Linked DNA regions of Mus musculus: regions 2, 3, 4, 5, 6 and 7 are each linked to region 1. Evidence: chromatin contacts called from public Hi-C, HiChIP or PLAC-seq, Micro-C and promoter capture Hi-C data. All regions are on one chromosome and are shown on one strand. The core of a region is the stretch at or near the end of the contact, and the rest is flanking DNA. Distances in the headings are between cores, read along the strand shown. Region 1 holds the start of Mageb3 (melanoma antigen, family B, 3). Region 2 holds the start of Mfap1b (microfibrillar-associated protein 1B). Region 3 holds the start of Wdr76 (WD repeat domain 76). Region 4 overlaps Frmd5 (FERM domain containing 5). Region 5 holds the start of Duoxa1 (dual oxidase maturation factor 1). Region 6 overlaps Frmd5 (FERM domain containing 5). Region 7 overlaps Frmd5 (FERM domain containing 5).

Region 1 (3,119 bases), core at 178-2,677:
TGGTATTGTCTTAGTAGCATGAGAAAGATAACACTCCCTGCCTTGCCTTGGAGTAGCATCTAAGAATACTCATGTCAGGAGCTTAGGGTAGTTTCCTGGCAGTATCTCAGTAGGTTTCTCCGAGGTACTCTGAGAGTGCCTAACGTCATTCACACATCCAGCTACCACTAGGGCGAGAAGTAAATAAACACTATTTATTTATGCAATTATTTATCACAGAATCCTGGTCAAGAACGCAAAGGTAAACTCATACGGACTTACCCAACGTAAACAACATGCTAAATAGAATTAAGATTCACCCTTAACTAACCACTACGGAAATCAGAGGCCTCCTACACACGCTGGTTTTTACTACCACACTTGACTTTAAAAAGTAGTAATGTCAACTCAACATTTTAGCAGTACAGAAAACGACAGAAGCTCCAAGAACCTCTTTCCAGATTCTCAAAGGATGTCTGTAAGAGCTCAAGTAGAGAGAGCAACGCCCCCCTAATGCACCCTACAAGAATGAAATACCAAAAACATTACGTGGGCCCACAAGAAGGTTCGAAAAGGCAATCTAACTTAATTAGCTATCGGGTCCACGGGGTCAGAGACTGGGAACGTGAGATGGGGTTGGGGGTGGGTAGCAAAGTGAAATCTAACCCCAGAAATCACAACACAGGCCGCAGCCTAAGAGCTGAAGCTGGCGGGAAGTGAGCTCCCTGGCCGTTCCCTGGGGAAAGTCCAAGCCAGAGCAGCTTCCACGACAGTGGACGTACAAGGCGCCAACAGTGCATGCCTACGGACGTTGCTGGAACCGCTGAGGGCTCGGCTAGAGAAGGGGAGGAGATCCCGGCAGACGGCCCTGAGAGAGGACTGAGCTTCGGAGCAACGGCAGCGTCTGGACCAAGGGAATTACCTTCACTGTGACGACAGAAAAGTGTCTTCGGGCTCCGGCGATGGTCCCGACTGCGCAATAGGTGGTGTCTTTCCCGCTTATCCCTCAGCAGCAACAGAACCAGCTCCTTCAGCCAGTCGCCATTTCCCGCCTACCGACCTGCTGCACCGCACGGACAGGGACCCGGATGGAAAGCGGCCTCCCTGCGCAGGCGCTCTGGCTCCCTCCTCCCCCGCCCGCCCCGATCCGGAGAGGCGGGAGGGAAGGAATGCGGGAGGCCTGGGCGGCAGCGGGGGAGGGGAAACCAACTTTTACTACCGTGAAGAGGCTGAAGTTTCTGCCGCCTTAGGGAACTCACCAGAGCGAATTCCTGACCAAAAGAAAAACAAGAAACAACAACAACAAAAAACAATGAAAAAAAAATGAGCTTAGGGCCCGAGGAGTTAGACTGGACTCAGCCTCCGATGGGGCTCGGAGCGTGGGGGACGTTTGTACTTCGGGGGCCTCCGTAGCGGGCTGCGGGGTGGTCGCAGGGGGAGTAGGGAGGAAAGCGTTAGCAGCGGAGGCGGGGACGCCGGGGGCGGTTTTCCCTCCCGCCGCTAACGGAACCGCCTAGAGCCGGGCGACAAGGAGAGCGCGCCCTGGCCTGGGAGGCGGGGTTTAAGAACGCGCCGCGCACCCAGCGGCCAGGGTTAGCGACTAGGCGGCGGTGGGTGGAGCCGGCGGGAAGGGGCGGTGCTAACGGCTTGGCGCGCTGGAGCGGGAGCCAGTGCCTTGCGCTCCCGATGGCCAGACCCAGCCTGGTCCCGGTGCTTTCGGAGGTTCGCGGAGTGTCCCCGAGGTTCTCTTCCTAGGTCACTTTGCTAGCGGGAGCCCCTGTTGCCCTTGGACCTATGAAGGAGACTCTTAACCCTTCCCTTCCTCGCGATGTGGGCAGTGATCCTGTACGCTTAAAACTCGAGTCTTTCAAATGGGTTTTCACACACGACTGTGGGCTCCATCTAGAATCTGGATGATTCTTAATCTTCTTGATGCTGAAACGCTTTTAATAGAGTTCCTCATGTATGATGACCCCACCAACCATAAAATTATCTTTGTTGTTACTTCATGGCTGTAATTTTGCTAGTGTCATGAATCGGAATGCAAATATGTTTTCCCATGATCTTATTCAACCTGTGGTTTGACCTCTTAAGGGTTGCAACCCACAAGTTGAGAAACACTGGTCTAGATAGCACTTTTGACTGAAATTCCAAGCTGATCTCATTATTCTATAAGAAATGCTGATTGAGACAGGAGAGGCTTGGACGCCAGTCTGAAGAGAACAATCCTAGGGTTTGCAGAAAAGAGCTTGATCCACGAGTTCGGAAGTCCTGATTCCTGCCTGTCAGCTCTTCTACTTCAGTCCTGAGCACAGTCAACATGCCTAGGGGTCAAAAGAGTAAGAGCCGCTCCCGTGCTAAACGACAGCAGTCACGCAGGGAGGTTCAAGTAGTTCAGCCCACTGCAGAGGAAGCAGGGTCTTCTCCTGTTGACCTGAGTGCTGGGTCCAGCTTCCCTGGTGGTTCTGCTCCTCAGGGTGTGAAAAACCCTGGATCTTTTGGTGCAGGTGTATCCTGCACAGGCTCTGGTATAGGTGGTAGAAATGCTACTGTCCTGCCTGATACAAAAAGTTCAGATGGCACCCAGGCAGGGACTTCCATTCAGCACACACTGAAAGATCCTATCATGAGGAAGGCTAGTGTGCTGATAGAATTCCTGCTAGATAAATTTAAGATGAAAGAAGCAGTTACAAGAAGTGAAATGCTGGCAGTAGTTAACAAGAAGTATAAGGAGCAATTCCCTGAGATCCTCAGGAGAACTTCTGCACGCCTAGAATTGGTCTTTGGTCTTGAGTTGAAGGAAATTGATCCCAGCACTCATTCCTATTTGCTGGTGGGCAAACTGGGTCTTTCCACTGAGGGAAGTTTGAGTAGTAACTGGGGGTTGCCTAGGACAGGTCTCCTAATGTCTGTCCTAGGTGTGATCTTCATGAAGGGTAACCGTGCCACTGAGCAAGAGGTCTGGCAATTTCTGCATGGAGTGGGGGTATATGCTGGGAAGAAGCACTTGATCTTTGGCGAGCCTGAGGAGTTTATAAGAGATGTAGTGCAGGAAAATTACCTGGAGTACCGCCAGGTACCTGGCAGTGATCCCCCAAGCTATGAGTTCCTGTGGGGACCCAGAGCCCATGCTGAAACAA
Region 2 (3,119 bases), core at 306-2,805, 480 kb after region 1:
GCACCCAAATTAAAAGGCTGGCATTAGAATTCAAGCACAGGTGATGCAAGACAAGTGGAGTTCTGCAGCTCCATGGCCAAACTGACTACCCTGAACACAGAGCCCAGGTCCAACAGACGCTGTCTCAAACACAAGGGAGATGATGCACAGGTTAGGATGCTTGCCACCCAAGCCTAGCATCTTTATCTTACTCCCAGAGCCTCCATAAGGGCCATTTCTCACTATTGTCCTCTGATCATCATATATGGCATGGCTCACCCACCCCAATAATAAGAATTTGGGGTTTTTTGTTTTGTTTTGTTTTTGTTTGTTTGTTTGTTTTGTTTTTTCGAGACAGGGTTTCTCTGTAAAGGGTTTCTCACTTTGTAGACCAGGCTGGCCTCGAACTCAGAAATCTGCCTGTCTCTGCCTCCCCGGTGCTGGGATTAAAGGTGTGAGCCATCACACTCGGCAGAATTTGCTAAAGGTAGACACTTCTGTTTCTCTCAGGTTAACATTTAGTGCATAGTTGTTTACAAACTCTGAGGGGTTCTAACTTGAACTTCTTATTTTTATGTATATCTTTGGGGCTCCCCCCCTTAATTTAGATGGGAGGGTAATGTGGTTATAATCCAATAAACATTTTTAATAATAACAACAACAACAAAAATATTTTTGTCTACTCTGGCCTTCTAAAGCTTTTCTGCTTGTAAGCTTCGTCCTTGTTTGACTCATTGAAAATCCTCACTAAAGTTTGTCAATTTCCTGTCTTCACCAAGCAAGGACACAGGTGAAAAAATTTGATAATTATATTAACAGAACCTTCAAAGTCCTATATAATATTGTACTCCCTCCCAGAATTTTTACTGTGTAGACCGACTAGCCTCAATTACAGAAATCCACCTGCCACGGTCTTTCCAGTGCTAGAATAAGGGCATGTGTGTCCAAATCAACAATTGGCCCCTAAGGGATTCTCCTTTTTTTTTTTTTTTTTTTCTTTTGAAGAGTCTTCTCTTGTTGCCTAAGCTGGCCTACAAAACACGGCAATCCTCTTTCACCTTCCCAAATGCTGGGATTACAGACGTGACCCACGTATCCGGATGAAACACTTTACACTTCTAGCTTTTTATTTTTTATTTGTTTTTTCTTTTTTGTTTTTTCAAAACAGGGTTTCTCTGCGTAGCCCTGGCTGTCCTGAAACTCACTCTGTAAACCAGGCTGTCCTCGAACTCAGAAATCCGCCTGCCTCTGCTTCTTACTGGGATTAAAGGGGTGCACCATCATTTTCGGCCACACTTCTAGCTTTAAACAGTATGCACCAACAGTCTCTCCTAAAATGTAATAAATAAAATCTTTAATCCGAACCTTCCTGGACCTTACCAAAACCAAAAGAAACAACTGTCAGACAGGAGGACCTTCCAGTTCTTGAGCGGTTGAAGACGAGAAAATTGCCTTAGGAAAGCGCACAAATTTCAAGCTAGCCCTTTAAGCGATCAGCGCTCAGCCGCCCTCCAATTACCCACAATCCTCTGTTATGTACTTCCGGTTCCTCTACCTCTGCCGGAAGTTGTTTCTGTCAGTTGCGCAGCTGTGTCCAGCACAGCCTGTGGGACGCGGCGTTCTGCTCCTTGCTCTTCGTTGTTGGGATTGAGTCCGTTTTGGAGAGTCTCCGCGGCAGCCGTCACCATGTCGGTCCCAAGCGCACTCATGAAGCAGCCGCCCATCCAGTCTACGGCTGGGGCCGTCCCAGTTCGAAACGAGAAAGGTACGGGCTCCCCTCCCCTCCGGTTGGCTCTGAACTCTTTCATCCTGAGTATCTCTCAAACCTGCCTTACGCCGACCATGCCAGCTCGGCTGGCCCTTAAAACCTAGCTGCAGTTTCTTCCTGCGTCCCGCCTAAAGTCACAGGTGGCGTAGAGAAAGGGGATAGCGGGATCCACTTGCATCTACCTGATCGATTTAGTGAGGAGATCTCTCTCGAAATATGAAGTAAAGGAGGCTGGAGAGGCAGATCAGCGGTTGAGAGGACGTACTGCTGTACCACAGGGCGCAAGTTCAATTGCCAGCAGTCACTTCAGGTGACTCAACAACAACCTGGGACCCCAAGTCTAGGGAGATCTGACACCTCTGGCTTCTGCCAGTACCTACGCTTGTGCACATATCCACACATAGCATCCTTACAAATGATGATAATAATAATGCTGCATAGATGGCTCAACCGTTAAAGGCCAGGCTCACAGGCAGAACAGTAACAAAAATCAAAATATAAGAAGAAAGTGGGGCTGGCGAGATGGCTCAGTGGTTAAGAGCACCGACTGCTCTTCCCAAGGTCCTGAGTTCAAATTCCAGCAACCACATGGTGGCTCACAACCATCCATAACGAAATCTAATGCCCTCTTCTGGAGTGTCTGAAGACGGCTACAGTGTACTTACATATAATAAATAAATAAAATCTTTAAAAAAAAAAAGAAGAAAGTGAGCTAGAGGCCTATGTTGTGTGTTTCTTTTCACTGTAATTGTTTTGTTTGTTTATTTTTAAGTGTATGAATGCTTTGCTTCCATGCATGGATATGCACCATGTGGGTGCAGTACCCACAGAGGCCAGAGGAGGGCCTGGAGTATCAGACTGTAACAGACTGCCATGCAGATGCTGGAAAATTGATCCAGGACCTCTGTATGAGCAGCAGAGCCTCTTAGCTGCTGAGCCACCTCTTGAGCTCCACCCTGTTTGTGTTATAGAAGAGATCTCCCGATTCAGCACAAGAGCTGGAGGAAAAGGTAGAAGCTGGCTAGTCAGAACGTTAAGTTAGGTCGTAAAGGCTGCCACAGCACCGCAGAGAGAGAAGCTAGGAAGAGAGCTGCCCTTACTGTGCCTGAGGTCAGACCCCGAGCATCCACATAGACACCTTGTGGGGAGAAGAGACGAGTTAGGAACTTTAGGCTTGATGGCTGGGCTAATAATAGCTGAAACAGCAAGCAACAGGTTCAGTGAAAGAACCTGTCTCAAGAAAGTTGTACAAAACAAAGAGAAAAAAAAAAAAGAAAGTTGTAGAAAACACATAAGTGTGGGCATATGCATTTAAGCAGTCAGTAGGCAGAGGCAGACAGCTCTGTGAGTTTCAAACCAGCTTGGTCCTTGC
Region 3 (3,119 bases), core at 203-2,702, 450 kb after region 1:
CGGATGGATGGCCAGTGTTGGCCAAGGCCTGTGACCCATCCTCTACACAGGTTTAACGGATGATAGACAACAACAAGTAGCAATTCAGTCAATCTGGGCTACAACACCAGAACTGTGTCTGGCAGCAGTGGCAGAAGAGGACTTTAATAGCTAAGCCACAGACCAGGAACATAACTCAGTAGAAAGTTTACCTAGAATACACAAAGACCCTGAATTCTATCCCCAGTACCACACACATAAACTAAAGCATGGGGACCCACACCTGTAATCTCAGCTTTAGGCAATCAACACAGGAAGATCAAAACTTCCAGATCATCCTCTATTACTCTGAGTTACAAGCCAGATTACTTACAACACTGTCGCAAGGTTAAAAAAAAAAAACTGACCGCCTCAGAAACCGGCGTTACCAACTGAGATTTCCCCACACCGACTTTCATCGAGTCAGGACCTTCTTAATCCTTTTCCAAACACTCTCTTGACTTGCCATGAATCAAAACAATTATCTTCCCAAAACATTTACTCTCCATGGAATTCCCTGCTCCATACTACACTGAGCTCAGAACAGGCAAGTGCTCCACTGCTGAATGGCACCCGAAGCTCAGCAACATAACTTCTTAGGCTGATGAGTTTGTAATATAAAATTTCTGTGTCAAGTGAAGAGGCACACCGGGAGATAATCCTAGCTACTCAGGGAGGAAATAAGTGAACAACCACCAAAGTAGAGACAAAAACAAACTTGCCTGTTCAACACAGCTCCAAAATAAAAATAACAGAAAAAAAGATTTCTGTCTACTTTAGACTTTAAGGCATTTCTGGTTGTAAGCGTCCTCCTTCTTTCGTTCATTGAAAACCCTCGCTACTTAAAGTTTGTCAATTTCCTGTCTTCACCCAGCAAGGACCCAAGTGAAATAATTTAATAATTATTAACCTTCAAAGACCTATGTAATACTCCTAGAATTTTCACTATGTAGACCGACTAGCCTCAGTTTCTGAGATGCACCTGCCTCGGTCATCCCAGTGCTAAAATTGAGAGCGTGTGTGTCCAAACCAACAAATGACCCCTAACGGATTTCCTCCTTTAATTCTTTATCTTTCTTTTTTTTTCTTTTTCTTTTCTTTTCTTTTTTTTTTTTTAATTTTACAAAACACTGCAATCCTCTTTCACCTTCCCAAATGCTGGAATTCCATGCGTGACCCACGTATCCGTATAAAACACTTTACACTTCTAGGCTTTAAACAATATGCACCAACAGTCTCTCCTAATATACTCAGTTTCTTCAAAACATAATAAATGAAATCTTTAATACGAACCTTCTTGGACCTTACCAAAAACCAAAAGAAACAACTGTCAGACAGGAGGACCTTCCAGTTCTGGAAAATGTCGAAGGCGGGAAACTTGCTCGAAAGGCGCGCAAATCTCACCCTAGCCCTTTAAGCGATCCGCGCTCAGCCGCCCTCCGATTACCCACAATCCTCTGTTATGTACTTCTGGTTCCTCTACCCCCTACCGGAAGTTGTTTCTGTCAGTTGCGCAGCTGTGTGGGGCACAGCCTGTGGGACAGGGCTTTCGGCTCCTTGCTTTTCGTTGTTGGGATTGAGTCCGTTTTGGAGAGTCCCCGCGGCAGCCGTCACCATGTCGGTCCCAAGCGCACTCATGAAGCAGCCGCCCATCCAGTCTACGGCTGGGGCCGTCCCAGTTCGAAACGAGAAAGGTACGGGCTCCCCTCCCCTCCGGTTGGCTCTGACCTCTTTCATCCTGAGTATCTCTCAAACCTGCCTTACGCCGACCATGCCAGCTCGGCTGGCCCTTAAAACCTAGCTGCAGTTTCTTCCTGCGTCCCGCCTAAAGTCACAGGTGGCGTAGAGAAAGGGGATAGCGGGATCCACTTGCATCTACCTGATCGATTTAGTGAGGAGATCTCTCTCGAAATATAAAGTAAAGGAGGCTGGAGAGGCGGATCAGCGGTTGAGAGGACATACTGCTGTACCACAGGGCGCAAGTTCAATTGCCAGCAGTCACTTCAGGTGACTCAACAACCTGGGACCCCAAGTCTAGGGAGATCTGACACCTCTGGCTTCTGCCAGTACCTACACTTGTGCACATATCCACACATAGCATCCTTACAAATGATGATAATAATAATGCTACAGAGATGGCTCAACCGTTAAAGGCCAGGCTCACAGGCAGAACAGTAACAAAAATCAAAATATAAGAAGAAAGTGGGGCTGGCGAGATGGCTCAGTGGTTAAGAGCACCGACTGCTCTTCCCAAGGTCCTGAGTTCAAATCCCAGCAACCACATGGTGGCTCACAACCATCCATAACGAAATCTAATGCCCTCTTCTGGAATGTCTGAAGACAGCTACAGTGTACTTACATATAATAAATAAATAAAATCTTTAAAAAAAAAAGAAGAAGAAGAGAGCCGGGCCTGGTGGCGCACGCCTTTAATCACAGCACTCGGGAGGCAGAGGCAGGCGGATTTCTGAGTTCGAGGCCAGCCTGGTCTACAGAGCGAGTTCCAGGACGCCAGGGCTACACAGAGAAACCCTGTCTCGAAAAACCAAAAAAAAAAAAAAAAAAGAAGAAGAAGAAGAAGAAGAAGAAAGTGAGCTAGAGGCCTGTGTGTGTGTTTCTTTTCACTGTAATTGTTTTGTTTGTTTATTTTTAAGTGTATGAATGCTTTGCTTCCATGCATGGATATGCACCATGTGGGTGCAGTACCCACAGAGGCCAGAGGAGGGCCTGGAGTATCAGACTGTAACAGACTGCCATGCAGATGCTGGAAAATTGATCCAGGACCTCTGTATGAGCAGCAGAGCCTCTTAGCTGCTGAGCCACCTCTTGAGCTCCACCCTGTTTGTGTTATAGAAGAGATCTCCCGATTCAGCACGAGAGCTGGAGGAAAAGGTAGAAGCTGGCTAGTCAGAACGTTAAGTTAGGTCGTAAAGGCTGCCACAGCACCGCAGAGGAAGAAGCTAGGAAGAGAGCTGCCCTTACTGTGCCTGAGGTCAGACCCCGAGCATCCACATAGACACCTTGTGGGGAGAAGAGACGAGTTAGGAACTTTAGGCTTGATGGCTGGGCTAATAATAGCTGAAACAGCAAGCAACAGGTTC
Region 4 (3,119 bases), core at 223-2,722, 370 kb after region 1:
CTAAGTGCCCAGAGAGCAAGAACCAAACTGTCTTCACTACAGTATGTGCCCATTCTCCAGGAAGTGGTGGGAGTTTGGGGTATTGGCTTTTCTTTTGCCCCTAGTGTTTGTTTGGACTAAGTGCTCTCTCTTGGGGAGTGGGGTATATATACCAAGATCTCTTCATCTCCCCCAGAGCTGGTGGTATAAAAAGGCAAGGGACAAATGTGTCCTGTTGATCGCTTTCTCAGTTAGGGTAGGATGTGCTTGAAGAGAAAAGGATGACTGTGGAGTTGATCCAGATTAAAGAAGGGTAAACAAGAGAAGACTGGGAAAGAAGAGACATGCCCCTTTAGAGAGAGTCTGCTGTAAGCTAAGCTGACAGTCTACATCTACCAGGCTGATGTAGACTGAGCACCAAGTAGTACCTGGTGCTGAATCAAGAGCTCAACATGTGCTCCATCAAGCAACCTTTAAGGCCAATGATTAGACTCCAAATGAATAGATTAAGACAGGTTGTCCAACCAGGGTAAGTAGCAAGGCCAGTCTGGAGCCCAGGACTGTCTGGTTCCGTGATTTCTGAGGTATCAGGCTGAAATCACAAAGTAGCCCAAGTGGGGGTGATTCTGAGCCTCAGAAAAGGAGCATGGAGCACTGAGGCCTGAGAGTCATGGGAGGTCTTAGACGATCTATGATGAGGACGTATTCTAAATCCACTAATTCATAGCAGAGATACAGGAAGTGAGCTCCTCAATCCCAGAGGCGTGAGGAAAGCCTCCTGCCTTGGCTCCAAGGTGGTCCCAAAGCTCACATTGATCTTCATCATTGCTTGCTCACTGGGTGTCTTGGGGCTCCTGTCTCTCCACCCTTCTCTCCTGGAGGAGTTGCCTCCTGCTGTGCCCTCTGTTTCCAGCTCCGCCTGAGCCTCTGTCCTCTCCACGACCTTTTTGCACCCTTTCAAGCCTCAAAGCATGAAGATTATTGCATTTTGACCTGTCTCCCCCTGAGTCTTGCCTCTTTTCCTGATCCTGCCTCATGGTCTCAGTTTGCTATTAATTCTGGGATTCGGTCTCCAAGATGCGTCACCACATTGCTGGAACAGTCTCATGGTTTTTCCACTGGGTCTCTAAAGTCCCTCAGAGGAGCTGTGATGACAGCTGTCCAAGCCTTCCTGGTGTTCTCCTGCTTCTGTCCTTCCTGAGTTCTCAGCACAGTCCAAACAAAAGCTGTCTCTTGCTACTGCCAGGGGGAGGGGCCTCCTAGTAACTGAGCTCATGAGCCCTCTGGCGATCATGGCTCAGGCAGCTCCTTTATTATTTCTATCTTATTTCTCTTACCTGTCAGTCTAAAGGTCTGTGTGCTATGTCCCCAGTACTTGCTGTGTTCTTCTCGCTATGCAGTCCTAGAATGCTTTGAACCAGACAGGCCTCCTGCACCTGCCCAGGCAAAGCTGCAGCTACAGTCGCCTCTGTGCAATTGCACCTCTTACTTCTGCTTCCCTGCGAAGCAGAGCTGCGGTGGGCCGTGTAATGTGAGAAGGGCCTCTTAGCCACGCTGAGTGGCTGTAATAAGTTGCCAGCCTCGTGGGAGCTCGGATCAGAGGAAGCAAGAGAGCAGAATGTCAGCCCAGATTATCCACATGGAGCCGACAGTCCTGGCTCTTAGTGGGTCCATTAACTACATGACCCACAGCCCAGCCCAGAAGGTGAGAGCTGGGAACCAAGGGAGGCCAGGATGCTGTCTGCATGGCCTTGGCTGCTTTCCTGCTGAAGAAAGTCTCTGCCAAGACAGTTACAGTAAGAAGAAGTAGCCAGGAAAGAGGGCACTCTGAAACCTAGCCCTTTGCCCATTCCACAACTCGTGTTGCCCCACATGCGGAGCCCTAGTATGGTAAACAAGTCAGTTGCTGTCCTCTGGAAACTTACAGCCAGCATCTTTAAGCGACTTCCAAGAAATCAAACCCCAAAATAATAGCAGTTTTAGCTCTCTGCCAGTTGACAAGTTGCTTGCCTAATCTAAGAGCGTCAGGCATCAGTAATGAATGTTATCAAGAACCCACAGAGATGTGGGAAACTGATCTACAGTCATCTGGAGCTAGAGAGATGGCCCAGCTGGTAATAGCACTTTCTTGCTCTTCCAGAGGACCCAAGTTTGGTTCTTAGCACCCACATGGGGCAGCTCACAACCACCATTAACTCTAGCTTTGGGGTTTCTGACACCCTCTTTTGACCTACACACACACACACACACACACACACACACACACACACACACATACAAATATCTTTTTTTTTCCCCCGAGATAGGGTTTCTCTGTGTAGCCCTGGCTGTCCTGGAACTCAACGCTGTACAAATATCTTTTTAAAAGAGAGAGGTTAGAATGGTCTCATTGCTGCCTTCCCTCAAATTTAAGTGCTGTAGAGGAAAATGAAAAATGTAGTTTGACTATATTTTAGCTATAAAAACCCATGGGGAGGTGGGCTGGAGAGATGGCTCAGCACTTAGGAGTACTGACTACTCTTCGAGAAGACCTAGGTTCAATTCCCAGCACCCACACAGGCCTTCACCACTGTCTGTAACTCTAGTTCCAAAGGAACTGACACCTTTACACTGACATACATGCAATACACATGAAATAAAAAAAAATGTGGGACAGGATATTATCCTGCACATTAGTTACAGGCAATTATCCCAAGAAATTAAGACTTTAACCATCCTTGTCACATGCCAAGAAATCCTGAGTAACACAAGCATTGGCTACATATGTTACTCAGACAAAAATGAAAATATATACTAGCCTTCTCTACCTCCCCTCCATTCTGAAATCTCATCAGTACTTTTTAGAGTTGCCACCAACACCCTCCACCCCACTCCTTTGCCAGAGGAAGCTGGCATTTAACACTGTGCACAGCAGACATTAAGTCCAGCAGCTCCACCCTCAAGCCAAGCATGCTATCCATGCATGCATCATTATCTCTGCCCATGGGCCTGCCAGGGCAGCCCTCAAAGCTTTAGAACCCTAGTTTGGGAGGGGTCTCCCAGAAGCCTGAGAGTGGCACCTGAAGCTAGGGTAATTTTCCCCTTCACAGCTGGTCCATCACGGGTACTTAGTTCAGAGCATGGCTTCCCTCTCTAAACAT
Region 5 (3,119 bases), core at 183-2,682, 360 kb before region 1:
AGGTTGAATTCAAGCCAAGAAGACTGACAGGTGTGATGCAAATTGGGCAGAGGCTGAAGCAGGATCCTGCAAGGAACCTCAAGTGGAGTACCACACCAGCCGTTCCTGCTTCAGCCCTGCCTTCCAGAGGCCAACAAACCATGTGGGACCACAGGTAAACAGAGGCAGCAGGCAACTCATGCCAGGACTCCTCTGACAAAATGTCATCCTGAAGACATCCTAAAGACAACCTGAAGATTGGAGGCGGGGTGCTGAAAGTCACATGCTCAGATAAAGCCCCATCTTCAGCCTGGGCTTCTAAATGTGCTATCTAGTTGAAGGTGAGAACCCACAGGTGACTCACAACTCCCCAAATCTCCTACTAAACAAGTGCAAAATCCCAGACCCTGCCCAGCCCCCAACTCATTATTCCATCTATCTAGAGGTTCTTTGGAGTGTGGCCTTTGGTAATAATTGAGGAGCCGGGCACTGGAGATCTGAAGGTGGTGTGTTGGGTATGGTAGAGTGGCAGGCCATAGTTGAGTTCCCCTAATCCAAACAGTTTGACCTCCTTCCCCTTCCAGTCAAGTCTTCAGGAGCCTGGACTCCAAATGTAGATCCATCCCTAACAACCTGTAGGCTTTCAGGCCAAATTGTTGGGGACAAATTAGAAAAGAGAGTAGCCATGCTAATAACGTCTCTGTGGGTAGGTAACCCTTAACAGTTTACACAGCCACTTGGGTGTGGTAACTTCCCAAACAATCTGGAAATGAAGGCACAACTCCAGGGCAATGAGGCCCCAGGCAGCGGCAGATCTGGGAGAGTACACGCCTGTCTGGTTCTTGTCCACATGGCCATTTTTCCAAATCAGAGTCTTAGAATCATGACTCTGTTGGCCCCGAGGTGGGAAGGAGAGCGAAATGAGTTAAAGCCACAGAGATTCCATCCTGAAGACCCAGGGAGTAACTGTATACTGAAGAACCAACAAAGTCTCTCCTTGGCATAATGTGATGGTGCCAAGAAACCCTCTAGGCCCAAACAAACTAGGTCATTCAACATTATCAGGACCAGATGACCCTAGTTTTTCAAAGTCAGTGTGCTGAGCTCAGGCCTTAGCAAGGTTCCTTTTAGCCTCGGGGAAAGATTGGAGGCACACGAGGCTACAATTCCTGTTCCGCAGAAAAGGAGGACCACCGGTACCCCTTTCCTCCGCTGTCCCCACCCCTAGAGCCCTCTCTCTCGGAGCACCCACTTTCGTGGGCCAGGAGAAATGTTCAAGGATCTGACCTTAGCTTCTGGTCGCCCCAGCCTGGGACTGCGGATAGGCTCCTGGATGACTCCGGGTTCGCTGTAGCCCGCTCCTCCGTTCTGGCAGCTTCTCCAGCTCTGAGTCGGGGCGGGCGGGGCTGGGGGTGAAGAGCGGACAGCGCGTCCCAGCTCTGGGGCGGGGCACAGTAGGGCGGAATAGAAGCTAGCGCGGGGACCCGCGTGAAAGGGGACCGGAGCATGAAAGGTGAGACCTTGTAGGATGCAGGGCTCCTGGGTGCCGAGGGTTCAGGCACGTTGGCCGTTTGGGAGGCGGGAAGGGCAAGTCTCTCTCCCCAAGTTCCAACTCTTGGGGGCTGAGGAAGAGGGTGGAAGATAAACAGGGTGTGGGGCAGGAGAGCTGTTCCCAAATTCTCCCCACACAGTCGGGGGCCAGGGCTCTAAAACAAAATCTCCCAACATTAACCTACAGATCAGACCTGTCGCCAAAGCAAGGTATCCATCTGTCCCCAAAACCTGTAAGTCTAGATAACCAGGTTTCCTGGTGGAACCTCCCAGGTCTCACCGTCCTGTGAGCCTCGTTTGTGTTACAGCTGCCCGAGGTGCTGGCATGGGTAGGAATCGGGGATCTTAGGGGTTGGGTGCAGAGGGCACAGTGCTGGGGCGCTGTCCTAGCACGCCAGTCTGTCCCTGGTTCGGTTCGAGGGCGGAGTGCCAAGTACGAGAAAGTTGACAATGACTTGAAATGGAAGGCGGAGAAGACACCAGGCTGGGTTTATGGGAGTCACAACCTGGTCCGCAATTGACTTAGAAGAATGGGGAATTGGAAGGGATTCTGCCTGAACAAAGTGCATGGTTTTGGCGACAGGACGTCCACGTCTGGACCCGGTTCCTGCCCTATCCCCACGACCAGGAGCGTTGTGAGTGAGTGCCCAAAGACGAGCAGCGCCAGGTGCCATGCGCACAGTATCTGAAAGAGAGGAAGGTAGGGAACCATGGATCGGGTGGGCTCAGAGGTATGAGATCAGACCTTGAAGTGCTGTTCCGGTACCGACCTCCAGGGGCGCACTTCTTGAGTCTACACAGACCAATTCAGATCAAGGGGGGATTTGTGAAGGAAAAGTTTGAAAAAAAAAAAAATTTAAGCACGGCGAACTCCTTAAGGTTATGAGAGTCACAAGATTTGTCAATACTGAATCTTTATTTCTCTTAACTGGAGTCTGGGTAGATTGGATTGCTCAGTTCCCTATCCTCCACCACCCATCACTACCCGCCCCCCCCCCACACACACGCCCAACCTCTTCTCCCCCAATTCACACCCCCGCTTTCCCCCCACCCCCAGCACACACACACCTCTAACTTCCTTAGGAAGGAGGATTAGGTTAGGCGGTCCTGAAAAAGACTTCCTTTAGCCAGGCAAGGCTGTAAACCTTTAATGGGCTTTACTTCAATCAGAGAAATAAACTATCATATTTCGGTAGCCGTGTCTCACCTATCAGAGTGCTTGACAATATTAGACTGTCACCTAAACTACCCTTATAGAAAGCGAGCAGTCCTTACTTTGCAGGTTCTGTAGATGGGGGCGGGGGCAGAGGAAGGCTTTAGGAAAAAAAATCTTGTCAAGCTTCGAGAGAGGTTCCAGATCCGATCTTCTTCAAGACTGTTAACTCTATCTCTACCCTCTGGTCCTATAAACACTGGAAATTCATTTCGTCTTGTGATAGGTAAGGGCTAGGTAACTAAATCTAAAATACTTCTAAACACGGGGGAAAGTACTTAAAGGCTGCCCCCCCCCAGCCAAGTGAGAAAATAGAACCCCAAAGTGAAGGAATTGGCCAGCCTCAGTGAGAAAGTGCCCAACTCATAGCAGGAGC
Region 6 (3,119 bases), core at 259-2,758, 330 kb after region 1:
TATGAACTATAAAGATGGCTGCAGAATTGAGTATCTACAGTCCTGTGTGTATCCTCAGTGACTTCATAGGAGACTTCTGTCCTCCATTGAGGGAGAGGGAGAGGAAGAAGGGGGAATTCATAGAGTTCTCAGACCCTAACCCTTATTATTGTCATTCTCTTCTTAGAATGCTTCCATGACCAGCCTGTCTGGCTTCTTCCCCCACCCCCGTCTTCTATTTTCCCTCGTGTGTGTGTGTGTGTGTGTGTGTGTGTGTGTGTGTGTTGTGTGCACATGCACACACATCATATGCATCTAGAGACAAGAAGTCAGCATCAGCATTGTCCTCTGTCACTCTCCACTGTACTTTTTGAGACAGGGTCTCTCATTGAACCTGGAGCTTACCAATTCTGCCAAACCAGCTAAAGAGATCTGAGCATCTACCTTGCTCCACCTGCTCACTGTTTGGATTCCAAATGTGTGGTGTCATGCCTGGCTTCCTCTACATGGGCCCTGGGGGCGCAAACTCAGGTCCTTCTTGCACAGCATGCACTTTCCCTGCTAGGGTATCTCTCAAGCCCTCGATAGCCCTTTTCCTTTAGTCAGTTGCTATACAGCCCTAAGGACTTCTGTTAGCTTTCACTTCAGCTTTCTTGCATCCCACTTTAGCTAGAGCATTCTCTGGTGTGCATTCATACACACACACACACACACACACACACACACACACACACACACACCCATTCCACTTGCTATACTGTGTGGAAAGTACATCCTCTCTGCCTCTTCTTCATATGCTTGTTCACCTTTCTGCTGAGTGCCTCTCATATGTGGTAAGCTCCCAAGAATCGCCTGACAAATCAGGTTAGGGAGGTGGTTCAGCAGTTAGTTAATAGCACATGGCTGCGCTTACAGAGAACTGGAGTTTAGTTCCTAGCACCCATGTCGGGAGGCTCACTGCTGCCAATAGCTCCTGTGCCAAGGGATCCCATACCCTCTGGCCTCCAGACACACATGCACTCCCATGCACGTAACCCCACACAGACGCATACACACATGCACATAATTTAAAAATAAACAAATATGAGACTGGAAAGATGGCTCAGAGGTTAAGAGCACTGATTGCTCTTCCAGAGGTCCTGAGTTCAATTTCCAGCAACCATATCGTGGCTCACAACCATCTGTAACAGAATCTGATGCCCTCTTCTGGTGTGTCTGAAGACAGTGACAGTGTAGTCACATACATAAAATAAATAAGTTTTAAAAAATAAATAAACATATTTTTAAGACCTGAGGAATAAATAGTGAAATATTTGATGATGAGAAAGAAATTAGCTGAATGAGGTAGGGTTTGGCAAGAGAAAGAAAAGCTAAGTCTGGCAATGAGGCTAAGGGCCCCGTGACTGCATGGAGAAATAAACGCCTGTCGGAGAGCAGCGTCATGCTTTTGTGCTACTGAATGTTGCCGGTCAGCTCAAAGCTAGCAAAAGAGCTAACAAGAATTACTCAAAAGTGATCACGTTCCTAGTTGTTCTGTAGGTGCCCCGGGGATTATGGTCTATACCCACAGGCCGCAGAGCTCCGGTCTCCTCTCTCAGCATTCTCTAACTGAAAGAATGACTAAGAAAAGTGGGGTCAGGGCAGAATTCCTTCTCAACTGAGTCGCCCTGATAAGCAACACCCTTCTGAAACAGCTGTTTTAAGTCAAACTCCCCCATGCAGTGACTATCCGTCTAAGGGAAAGGGCCTTCTCTGGAGTGACCTATTTTTCTAAATTTGATACATTTCAGTAGGATTGTAACACACTGAAACAAGGGGCTAAATATCAACCAAATAGAATATACCAAGCATAGGGAATCTTGCATTTCTCTCCAGTGGCTACATTGATGAGGGAAGCCTGACTTTGGAGAATATCTGAGGTAGGGCTCTAGATGTTTCAGCTTGCGTAAAGCCAACAGTGTAAATTCCCCGAAAGACCAAATATATTTAGGTTTATGTTGCATTAGGTAAATACAGCACTCAGATCAGAATTTGATAGCTTTGCTATGTGAGAAAACTGTACTCAAAGTGGCCAAGTTAAAAAAAATATTGGCAAGTAAGAACGTTGGAGCACTGAGCAAACCTAGAAATAAGTCACGTGAAAGATCTAGATGTAAGCAGTAGGTGTTCCCTGAGGGGGGAAGACTTGAGAGATAAAGACTAGAGAGTATCAAGTATCTAAAGGGTAGGCATGTAGCCTGGGTAGCAGTCATTGCTGTGACTAGAAGCTATTATTCTGAACAGCTGTGCAGAGATGGAATGGACTCCTGTATGAAGTAGTAGGCTCTCTGTCACTCTGGAGGCTGGAAAAGCCATGGCCACAAGGTCTGACGGTTCAGTTATATCATTTGATGACTGTGCGAGCTTCCCTGGCCCAGGGGACACCTTGGGCTGAAATCTGGCCAGGGCTGCAATAGCTTAGCATAGCATAGCATGGTTGCCCAAAGAGAAGAGATTTCTTCAAGAATTTAATAAGCCTGAGGACTAGCGGACTAGAAAGATCAGGTAAGGAATCAGATCACTGATTGGCTCCCAGCGGTGCTTACTGTGAAGTGGTGGTCTGTGCTCATAGCTGGGGTTAATTAAAGCAAGAGACTACACTGAAGAAAATCCAAAGAGAAGGGTTGCACTTGGCGAGGAGAACAGTTTGCGTGTGTTTTTCGAGGTGCTAATGCATTAGAAGGCCTCTCTAGCTCGGTCCCCAACAATGCTATGTGATGTAGCCATAGGAGTGGATGCGGAGCAAGTGGTCCTCTGTGCTCTTTATTGTATTTTTTATTTTTAATTTTTGATAGGGTCTCATTGTATGACCCTGACTTGCCTGGAACTTGCTTTGTAGAGCAGGCTGGTCTTGGATTCAGAGACCCACCTACCTCTGCCTCCTGGGTGCTGGAATTAAAGGTTTCCATGTTTGACCTTGATAAGATCTCTAATAACAAAGCCAGAGCCCTGCCACCCCTGAGGCACAGTAAGTGTTTGTCACATCTTCCTTCCAGACAAAACATCACAATGAGTAGATAGAAATGCAGATGACTTGTGCGTTTTTATAAATAGAAAGAAAATGTTTCTAAACAATCCTCTTTTCCCCTTGAAATATACAC
Region 7 (3,119 bases), core at 368-2,867, 290 kb after region 1:
AGTCTGATAATAGATTTGCAACTCCAATCATAAGCAAATAAATTATAGGCTAATAAGAAAAACAATAATATCAGCCTTAATGGTTTTGAAGTAATGAGTCATATGCTATAAATGTAAAAGAGAGAAGAAAAAACCCTTGCTAGATTATGACAAATTTGGTAATATATAATGATATAATAATAATCAAATGCAATTTTAAAGTTTTCTATTTATAAGTTTTAATTATGTTTATGTGTGTGCCCACATGAGTTTATGTGCATTCTGTGCATGCTCGTGCCAGTGGGGACCAGAAGACATCAGATTCCCTGGAGGTGGAGTTAAAAGCCCACTATGTGGGTGCTGGGAATCAAACCTGCGTCCTCTGGAAGAGCTGCAAGTGCTTTTAACCACTGAGCTATCTCTCTAGCCCCTCCGATGTAATTTTAAATTCTAGAAATATCAGGGTAGAAAGGAGACAGATATCAGGATGGAAAGGAAGACTTTCCATGGGACAGTTTTTGATTAAGATGTAACACACTAAGTGAAATCAAAGGGGGGAGGGAAATAAGGAATGGTTCTGACCATGGTTGCTGCTGGAGTCCCTGTGGCCAAGGCTGGTGAGAACAGGTGCTTTTAGGGGCTGTAGCCCAGAACCTATCCTGTTTAACAGAGAAAGCCACACCTCTCTGACTCTGAGAAAGGCTGTAAAGGGCACTCACCACAGTAGCCCTCCAGACTATTAGGCCCTCACCTGGGGAGGAGGGGGGCATCTGCCTTCATTTGCATTCTCTGCTCCAGACACAGGCAATGTCTTCTAATTTCCTCAGACGCTCCTAGCTCTGTGTAATTCTTCCATTGATCCTTCCATACCAGATTTTATTTCAAAGCCAACAATAGTTCATGTTTACATGTGGAACACTAATTAGGTCATGAGCTAATTAGTGTGTAGAATATTCTGTTAACATAAACAAAACAAAACAAAACAAAACAAAAGAATGCATGCTTCTAATTCTGGGGCTTTTTATACTTAGGGTATTTTATGTGGTGATTTTAAAAATTTTTTCTCTTTAATTGACATAGTAATTGTACATATTTGTGGGGTACAGAGATAATTCAGTACATGTGTACAATGTATAATTATCAAATCAGTATAATTAGCATTTATTGCTCATCATTTCATTGTGTTTGGAGCCTTTAAACTCTCTCTCTCTCTCTCTCTCTCTCTCTCTCTCTCTCTCTCTCTCTCTCTCTCTCTCTCTCCCCTTCATAAAATACATAATAGGCTTTTATAAACCGTAGTCACACCAGTAGAGTACAAAAGACAAGAACTTAACTGTACTTCAACACCCATTATCTAACTTCCTCTCTGTCTTCCTCCCTATCCTCACTGGCACCTAGTGACCCCTCCTTCCTCCTCCTCTGATCTTCCCCCTTTCTCTCTTTCTCCTTCCTTGGTGGTGATGCCAGGACATCAGACTGAGGGCCTGGAGCATCCTGTGTCAGCTCTGTTATTATTACCAAGCCACATCCCAGAACACTTAACTTCGCAAGCCCCTGTTTGTCACACAAATGAAGACACATAGCTTCTCAGTGGCCCTGGTTTTCATCAGTCAGCTGAGGGCAGTAGACCCAAGCTGCTGCTGTACAAAGCAAGAGTAGCAGCCAGCAGCACTGAGCAAATGTTAGCTCACTTACCTTAGCACATGGTGGTAGACACAGCCATTAGTGTTTGTTGTTGGGTTTTTGGGTTTTTTTTTTTTTTTCTATGTTAAAGGACTCTTTCAAGCCAGGCAATGGTGGCCCATGCCTTTAATTCCAGAATTCAGGAGGGAGAGGTAGGTGGAACACGTGAGTTCAAAGCCAGCCTAGTCTATATAGTGAGTTCCAGGACTGCCAGGGCTACACAAAGACATCCTGTCTTGAAAGAGCAAAAACAAACAGACAAACAGCAACCAACCTGGGGCTGGGGCTGGGGCTGGGGCTGGGGCTGGGGCTGGGGCTGGAGGGAGTGCTAGGGAGTTGGCTCAGTGGTTAAGAGCACTGGCTGCGATTCCACAGGATCCGGGTTCAATTCCCAGCTCACAATGATCTGTAACTTCATAATCTGACAGCCTCACTCAGACATACATAAAAAAATGCAAAACAACCAATGCACATAAAACAAAAACAAATAAAAATTACTTGAAAATAAGACTCATAAAAATTCTTATTTAGATCATTGTTTTGCCCAAAATATATAAATTCAAAGGAATCATAATGATAATTGAAAATATTTAGAAGGCAGAAAATACTATCAAGTCAGCATTTAGTGTTAAATGTGTCAAGGATTTTATTCTTTTTTTATTTAATGGGCTGTAAAAATATTTTTGACTAGCCTTTCTGACTATTAAAAAATAATAATCATTCTGATCCCTTTAAAATACCTGGGGTTGTCTTCCCCAGAGCATCTCTGATGGCGCTAGATCGGCATCAGTAAGCACAAGGCAGATGTCAGTTGGATACACTAGCTATGTTAATATCGACTCTAGAACTTTCCAGATTGGATGAAATAAAGCCCAGCCTGGGACAAAACAGTGACAGACACATTCCGCGTGTGGTTTGCATCAGCTCTTGTCACCCCCCTCAAAGACCAGCCTTCCTGTGCTAGTGTTTCCCTGTACAGACCCTGCAGCAGTAAGACTCACGGACGGAAGACAAGTGGAGAGTGCTAACTTGGGATTTCAAGAGCAAAGGCTTTTTAAAAATAGTCTCACATAGCCCAGGCTGGCCTCTTACTCTCTATGTAGCCAAGGGGCCTTACTCTCCTCCTCTTGTCCCCACTTCCCAAGGTGTGTACCACCATGCTTGTTTTAAACAAAAAGTTTTATTGATCTATGTGAGAAAAAGAATTGGAAAAAAAATTGGAAGCCTGACATTCCTTCCTCTCCCTGTCCCACCCTGTGTCTTTGAGTCAGCCTCTAATTCATTTGGAGTGTTTTAAATTATCACAGTGGAGGAGATGCAGCCACAGAGCCCATGTGGAGGTCAGGAGGCAGCTTACAGGATCCTGGTTTCTTGTAAGACTATGTGGATCCCAGGCTCAAATGCACAGAGCATGTCTTGGAGGGAAGTGTGGTTGCCCTCTGAGCTCTCCCCAGCTG

The links. Promoter capture Hi-C pulls out the DNA fragments that hold promoters and counts their contacts. Hi-C and Micro-C count contacts between places; a contact is called where the count stands out from the background. HiChIP or PLAC-seq counts read pairs in DNA pulled down with a chosen protein or histone mark.
Region 2: a promoter capture Hi-C map of hippocampal neurons shows a contact between it and region 1, with 7 times the contacts expected there. The contact joins the promoter of Mfap1b here to the promoter of Mageb3 in region 1. A contact is called at or near these places in 8 of 39 promoter capture datasets (the C10 cell line, cranial neural crest, hippocampal neurons and 5 more), 6 of 115 datasets of contacts at active chromatin or transcription factors (T-cell acute lymphoblastic leukemia, astrocytes, effector CD8 T cells and 3 more) and 1 of 9 other capture datasets (pancreatic islet).
Region 3: a contact with region 1 is called in a Hi-C map of liver, with 1.9 times the contacts expected there. The contact joins the promoter of Wdr76 here to the promoter of Mageb3 in region 1. A contact is called at or near these places in 11 of 39 promoter capture datasets (the C10 cell line, the HPC-7 cell line, cranial neural crest and 8 more), 1 of 484 Hi-C or Micro-C datasets (liver), 15 of 115 datasets of contacts at active chromatin or transcription factors (the 230-238 cell line, astrocytes, bone marrow-derived macrophages and 10 more) and 4 of 9 other capture datasets (adipose tissue, embryonic stem cells, liver and 1 more).
Region 4: a promoter capture Hi-C map of hippocampal neurons shows a contact between it and region 1, with 5 times the contacts expected there. The contact joins the enhancer-like site here to the promoter of Mageb3 in region 1. A contact is called at or near these places in 12 of 39 promoter capture datasets (the 3T3-L1 cell line, the C10 cell line, the HPC-7 cell line and 7 more), 1 of 15 datasets of contacts at CTCF or cohesin (the NIH/3T3 cell line), 4 of 484 Hi-C or Micro-C datasets (embryonic fibroblasts and embryonic stem cells), 20 of 115 datasets of contacts at active chromatin or transcription factors (T-cell acute lymphoblastic leukemia, astrocytes, bone marrow-derived macrophages and 13 more) and 3 of 9 other capture datasets (adipose tissue, embryonic stem cells and liver).
Region 5: an H3K4me3 HiChIP or PLAC-seq map of bone marrow-derived macrophages shows a contact between it and region 1, with 2.5 times the contacts expected there. The contact joins the promoter of Duoxa1 here to the promoter of Mageb3 in region 1. A contact is called at or near these places in 1 of 115 datasets of contacts at active chromatin or transcription factors (bone marrow-derived macrophages) and 2 of 9 other capture datasets (adipose tissue and liver).
Region 6: a contact with region 1 is called in a Micro-C map of muscle stem cells, with 8 times the contacts expected there. The contact joins the enhancer-like site here to the promoter of Mageb3 in region 1. A contact is called at or near these places in 3 of 39 promoter capture datasets (the 3T3-L1 cell line, cranial neural crest and hippocampal neurons), 1 of 484 Hi-C or Micro-C datasets (muscle stem cells) and 4 of 115 datasets of contacts at active chromatin or transcription factors (embryonic forebrain, embryonic stem cells and pancreatic cancer cells).
Region 7: a contact with region 1 is called in a promoter capture Hi-C map of the HPC-7 cell line. The contact joins the enhancer-like site here to the promoter of Mageb3 in region 1. A contact is called at or near these places in 5 of 39 promoter capture datasets (the HPC-7 cell line, HPC-7-derived erythroid cells, cranial neural crest and 2 more).

The regions. Positions count from the first base shown.
Region 1 is chr2:121,954,400-121,957,518 of GRCm38.p6, reverse strand. It overlaps Mageb3 (melanoma antigen, family B, 3), which reads left to right and starts at 1,427. Exons shown (of 1, transcript NM_008545.2): 1 at 1,427-3,119. The coding sequence starts at 2,300. Ctdspl2 (CTD (carboxy-terminal domain, RNA polymerase II, polypeptide A) small phosphatase like 2) reads right to left here and starts at 1,518. Exons shown (of 13, transcript NM_212450.4): 1 at 902-1,518.
Region 2 is chr2:121,472,459-121,475,577 of GRCm38.p6, reverse strand. Mfap1b (microfibrillar-associated protein 1B) reads left to right here and starts at 1,555. Exons shown (of 7, transcript NM_001081975.3): 1 at 1,555-1,744. The coding sequence starts at 1,666. It also overlaps the pseudogene Gm14018.
Region 3 is chr2:121,505,056-121,508,174 of GRCm38.p6, reverse strand. Wdr76 (WD repeat domain 76) reads right to left here and starts at 1,452. Exons shown (of 13, transcript NM_030234.2): 1 at 1,312-1,452. Mfap1a (microfibrillar-associated protein 1A) reads left to right here and starts at 1,519. Exons shown (of 7, transcript NM_026220.4): 1 at 1,519-1,712. The coding sequence starts at 1,634.
Region 4 is chr2:121,586,589-121,589,707 of GRCm38.p6, reverse strand. The region is part of intron 2 of Frmd5 (FERM domain containing 5); the gene reads left to right. Among named protein-coding and RNA genes, the nearest start is that of Wdr76, 81 kb to the right of the region's middle. Within about 2 kb of position 1,472, at least 78 of the 459 cell types and tissues checked have an H3K27ac peak or open chromatin away from gene starts, as enhancers often do. A contact at or near this core is called in the HPC-7 cell line, astrocytes, embryonic limb bud and 3 more, where this site is marked.
Region 5 is chr2:122,312,043-122,315,161 of GRCm38.p6, reverse strand. It overlaps Duoxa1 (dual oxidase maturation factor 1), which reads left to right and starts at 1,432. Exons shown (of 10, transcript NM_001305262.1): 1 at 1,432-1,492; 2 at 1,718-1,763; 3 at 2,114-2,230. It also overlaps a transcript of Duox1 not described here.
Region 6 is chr2:121,626,965-121,630,083 of GRCm38.p6, reverse strand. All of the region lies in intron 1 of Frmd5 (FERM domain containing 5), which reads left to right. Among named protein-coding and RNA genes, the nearest start is that of Wdr76, 120 kb to the right of the region's middle. Within about 2 kb of position 1,508, at least 31 of the 459 cell types and tissues checked have an H3K27ac peak or open chromatin away from gene starts, as enhancers often do. A contact at or near this core is called in muscle stem cells and pancreatic cancer cells, where this site is marked.
Region 7 is chr2:121,662,924-121,666,042 of GRCm38.p6, reverse strand. All of the region lies in intron 1 of Frmd5 (FERM domain containing 5), which reads left to right. Among named protein-coding and RNA genes, the nearest start is that of Frmd5, 140 kb to the left of the region's middle. Within about 2 kb of position 1,617, at least 10 of the 459 cell types and tissues checked have an H3K27ac peak or open chromatin away from gene starts, as enhancers often do. A contact at or near this core is called in the HPC-7 cell line, where this site is marked.